Linked DNA regions of Gossypium hirsutum: region 2 is linked to region 1. A link is a contact called in public Hi-C data. All regions are on one chromosome and are shown on one strand. The core of a region is the stretch at or near the end of the contact, and the rest is flanking DNA. Distances in the headings are between cores, read along the strand shown. Region 1 overlaps LOC107914863. Region 2 has its middle 40 kb from the start of LOC121222819.

Region 1 (2,718 bases), core at 79-2,578:
TCGAATTATCCAACGGTCATCCCTTTGACCCACATGTGCCAACAACAATGGATGATGATCAGTACGTAGAATATCAACTGGATGACTTGACAGGCTTCCCATGTAATGTGGAGGAAGAAGAGAGGGTGAGTTGAAAGTCTCATCTTTCATTGTGTCCAAAACAATTCATGGCTATTTAATCAACGTATAACCCTTCATCAATTTTTTATTGATGGGTTCAGATGTTTATGGAAGCCATAATTGAGTCCTTAAAAGACTTAGATATGCGACAACCTCAGACAGAAGAGCAAGCCAAGGCTTGTGCTGATTCTTCAGAGTCTGCAAAGAAAGATGAAATAAATGGCAGGGATACTTGTTCCACCACAGAAAAGTCCAGTTCCTTGCCTCTAGAATCCACTTCCACTCAAGTGGTACATGTTCAGGTACCTTTTGAGACACAATCCACCTTAGTAATCAATGGCTCCAATGTTGGCCTGGAGCATGCATCCCCTGATACTAGCATGTCATCTTTGGGACGTGCATTTGATAGATCTCCGTCAACCGAGGAAACAGTGAGCACATCCTGTGCTCGAACTGATACATCAGCAAGTACCCAAAGTTCATCTGATGCTGACATGTCAGGTAGCACAAAAGCCACTGTAACAGTTATACGGAACCCCTCTAATAACATCATGGATGGTTTGATGCGTCGCTGGGATCTCAACTTCTTTCGAAACAGTCGATGAAAGGTAAGATGAGCTTGTTTGAGCTGCCTGGGGATTGTATTATTTTTGTAACTAAGTATAGGATCCGTAGCTTTGTAAAATGTTACAAAAAAGGGGGGGGGGGAGAAAAAGAATGGTTTGTGATGTGCTAAGAAATTTGGTTATAGTGTCATTGGCTTTCATTGTCTATTGTTTTTAATTTTTGGTGGAAAAAGATGTAATGTTTTTTTTTTTTTTGGGGCACAATTAGGGGATTGTATGGCGATACCCATTACCAAAAATTCTTTGATTTGCTCTGACTGTTATATGGTTGATGATATTTGCTTTAGCCATCTTCCTTTTCATTTATTTATGTTTTGATAATTGAGAACGGGATAAAATTATTAGGGACTGAAATCTTGTCTTGTCAGGTGAGTGGCTCATTTTCCTTTTCACTGGAAAGGTAAGCTGGGCTTTTATAATGTTGACTGCTTACTTTTGTGCATATGAAATGATGGAAAGTTTGGGAATCAACTCTCCATCGAAGGTTTCTCCCTGCCAAGCTTAGGAAGTAACTTTCCCAGATATACCCCGAAGCTCCTCATCCATAGAAGAGGCCGAAGAGTTCGTTAACTCTGGAAGCCAACCGAGTAGTCATGCAATAGGCCCCTTTCGTGCCTAGGGCACTGACCCCCCCGATGCAATAGTCAATACTTTAGGGATCCTTGGAACCTTGAAGCGGTCCAAACGCTTCGAAGACACATGCTTTTTGTCCATAGGGTAACCATGGTCTCTCTTTGTTAACCTGGTTTATTTTCCTCATTTGGAACCTCGACATTTCAATCACTTGTGTAACCCCCCAAACTTTTGGTACAGTAAATGGTACTGTTCTGAGACTCAATACAACGAAATTTTGAAGAGAATTTGAAAACAAGTTCTATAAATGAAGTCTTAAAGAATCGCTTTGATTTTTAGAAGAGGAAATTTGAGAGAATGATTGTGAAAATATGTGATTTTGGTACAAAGGGACCAAATTATAAATTTTGAAAAATAAGAGGGCTACAATGTAATTTGATCAAGTTGAGGAAGTAAGAGCCAAGGGCATAAGGATGACTTATAATATGTTTTAATTTGATGGAATTCAATTTCGGGACTAAATTGTAAAATTCAAAAAGTAAGGGGACTTAAAGTGCAAATTTTTTCAACAATGAAAAAATGAGTTAAAAGCATTAATAAGGTGCTATGCTACTGGAGAAGTGAGTAGATCTTGTTGCACTAATCTAGCTAGAAAGAAACCTTTTACTTTATTTCCATCATCTTCTTCATTCGAGGCTAAGGTATCAAGTAGGTTAGTAGAAAAATGGACAAATTGTAATATTTTATAAAATTTCAAATCAAGAATCAATACCCCTACTTGGTATTGATACCAATTTGAACTTCGAAGTTTAGAAAAAACGAACAAAAATCAAAGGTATTGATACCTTTTATAAAGTATTGGTACCTTCTACAAAGTATCAATACGTTACCCTTGTATCAATACTATTTTATAGTTCGATTTTTTGAAAAATAAAAAAAAATTATTAAAGTATCGATACCCTTCCCAAAACATCGATACCTCATAGAAAATTTTCAAATTCTACATTTGGTATTTCCAATCTATTATCAAACCATACCAATTCACATCTTAAATACCAATTCATATGCCTTATCTGCATTCTAACCAATATCAAAACATGTCATCTTTAACTATGCATCAACAATTCATCCTTATACCATTTCAACTAGGATCATAAACACATTGATATACATTCAATAACATACTTATACCCTATTTTTATTAATTAACCAAATAATACCATTCAATCAAACTAAACAATTTCTCAATGCTTAAATTCCTACCAAGCTCAATATATATATGCCTAACATATCATCCATCATCTATTAACTTTCATTCATCAACATTAGCACATATAATTAAATTATACCAAAATTCAATTACCAACTTAGTATATACATGTTTATAATCATTTACTAA
Region 2 (2,718 bases), core at 142-2,641, 300 kb after region 1:
TACTCAAATCTCTATACTCTCTTCATAAAAGCCTAGTTTTTATAGCATCTCCTATCATCCATCTCTTTCTATGTTCCTTCAAAACTATCAATATGTTTTTCATTTTTAGTTGAAAGCAGGAGAACCAAAGTCCTAACCAAAATTAACTATAGATAAATCAAGGAAACTCATGCCTTCAACTAAAAGCAAATTTACAATACCTATAGGAGACACTTAGAAAACATATAAATCAATCTTCTATACAATAATTGACCTTACAATATCTTTATCAAATTGTTAATTTATTTTTCTACACGTAATATCAATTCTATTTTCCTAATAATTTATTAAGATTAACTGCTTAAATTAAAACTATACCTTTTAACAAATACTTACGTAAAAGTTAAACCTTTCAAAATAATAAAATAAAAACCAAATCTTTTTAAGGAACTCAAATAAAAGCTTTTCATCAATGCTCTTTTAAACCGGACTGGTGGTCAAATCCACCAGACCACTATTCCCAATTCAAATCGGTTAGACTGGCAATCCAACCAGAATTTATTTTTATTATATAATATATAAATTTTAAATTTTCATTTTATTTAAAAGTTTTAAAAATAAACCATACCAAGCCCAATACTTTATTATCCATCTTTTTATCTAACTGGGCTCAATAACCCAAATATTAGGATATTTAACTTCCCTTAGAGTGGGTTTGGATGAGCGATTGGGTGCGTTGCGGTGCGTTTAGTTTACTTTTTGTCTCACGCTACAGTATCTAATCTCACCGCCACTGCTATTTTTACACTAACCGCAGATAAACGCACCGCCTATCCAAGCTCACCATTAGTTTTTTTATCTGCCGTCTGCCACCTTCTCAATCTATCACTTCCATTTTTCTTTATTTGTTTAATCACTTTCTTCTTCTTCATCTTTCTTTTTTTTTTTTTTTGAAATTTGCTTTATGCTTTCATCAATATTGCATATATATAGAGATATATATTCAAAATCTTTCAGTTTCACTCTTTGCTTTGTAGAATTTTTCTCAGAACCATCAAGTTTCATCAAGTTTTTTCTTTTATAGTTTTATCAAGTTTCTCTCAGCAGTGCAGATTCTCTCTTCTCATTCCTTGTTCTGTTTTTTTTTTTCATTTTCATTTAAATTTTTCTTTGGTTGAATTATTGGATTAGATAAAATTGGACTAAATAATGTATGAAACATAAAACAAAAATTCATAAAACTACTAAAACACCGATTAAATCGATTTTTTAAATAAATTCAAACGATCCTGATTTCCGATTTGATAATGGTTTTGAACGGTTCAACATCACTATCCGAATTGGACCCCAAAGTATCAAACCATGAACTATAAAAGGCGTGCAAGAAAAGGAAAAACATATTGACTAGTGATCATGAGACCCCAATTCTTGACTACACAAAAAGTCTTCGCCCTCAATCAATCGGTCTTTTATACCCTTTACACGTTGTGTGAACTCAAAATTTAACCATTTGTAACTCCATCACCAAGCTTCCCGAGTGAGCAACTTAAACTTGCGAAATCCGATATGAAATTGAAGAGATAATCCGTTAAATACAACTTGCCTATCAAAGCTATTATACATTTTTCATTTTCTAATAATATGATACAGCGTTCCAGTCAGTGTGGTATATCGGATCTAACCTAACCGTTCGAACAAATTTATGTAGAAAATGAGAATTTGAGCTTAGGAGAAGAACCGTAATATGTTATGTAGTAGACGTATGATGTTGAATATCATGATCCTGAATCAAAAGACCATTCAGAAGTGGGCGCTCTGCATCTGCATTTCCTACCAACAATCTTTTCTCATGTCGCTGACCTCTACCATTAAACCTAAAAATAAAACAGAAATCAAAGCAAATACTGAAAATGCCAAAGATAATAAAATATATTAGATATTAAAGATTAATATTTATATTTATATTCATATAAAATAAATTTTAATTATTAAGTAGTAATCACAGAATTAAAATATATTTACTCACCCTACACTGTCCGAGCTAAAAAGGTTGCTCGGTCCCTCAGACAAGTTAGATAATTGATGTGGAGATATATGCCCATGAAACACTTACAGAAGAGAGAACGTGAACACACCAAGATAATATATGCTTGCCATAGGAATACTAATAGAGTTTCTATTGTCAAGTTCAGACGCACCTTAACATCTGAAGATGTTACTAGTTATTAAGTCAAAGAGACCTATCTTACACTTTAGTTGACATGTAGGAGAAAGAAAATTCGAAAGGCCATTTTCGGAGATAGGAGCATACTACCTTAAAACCAAAACTGAATGATTTTTACTGTTGTGCCTACACGTGGACTTGCACACTACATTATTAGTTAGGCAGATTATAGTTCTCATTCCACCCTTGAGATTTGCACATAACCACCTTAGTGACTTGAAAGAGAGTCCGCGATATAGCTTTAAAGTCTGTTTGGTGAGGTTAGACAGGTGTCAAGTTGAGATTAGGATTTCCACATACTTTATACGTTCTCAGTCAATTAAAATTTTGTAAACAGAAAGTAAGGCAGCAGAGAGACCTTACACTAGTTGATTGGAGCTCCATTGTAGTTGAATCAGTTTCCTGTGACATAAGAGATCACACGTTCAAATTACTATAGAGTCCAAATTAAAAATCTTAAGAAAAAGCTGATGCAGCTAAAAGTACCTCTTCAATCAACAAATCCTTTCTAGTGA

The links. A called contact is a pair of places that touch in the nucleus more often than the background predicts.
Region 2: a contact with region 1 is called in a Hi-C map of leaf, with 2.4 times the contacts expected there. The contact joins two enhancer-like sites. A contact is called at or near these places in 2 of 34 Hi-C or Micro-C datasets (leaf and petal).

Annotation. Positions count from the first base shown.
Region 1 is chrD10:35,479,198-35,481,915 of Gossypium_hirsutum_v2.1, forward strand. It overlaps LOC107914863, which reads left to right. Exons shown (of 15, transcript XM_041102560.1): 14 at 1-125; 15 at 222-1,032. The coding sequence ends at 725. Among protein-coding and RNA genes, the nearest start is that of LOC107914863, 12 kb to the left of the region's middle. Within about 2 kb of position 1,329, at least 4 of the 9 cell types and tissues checked have an H3K27ac peak or open chromatin away from gene starts, as enhancers often do. A contact at or near this core is called in leaf, where this site is marked.
Region 2 is chrD10:35,776,515-35,779,232 of Gossypium_hirsutum_v2.1, forward strand. It overlaps the pseudogene LOC107914855. Among protein-coding and RNA genes, the nearest start is that of LOC121222819, 40 kb to the right of the region's middle. Within about 2 kb of position 1,392, at least 1 of the 9 cell types and tissues checked has an H3K27ac peak or open chromatin away from gene starts, as enhancers often do. A contact at or near this core is called in leaf, where this site is marked.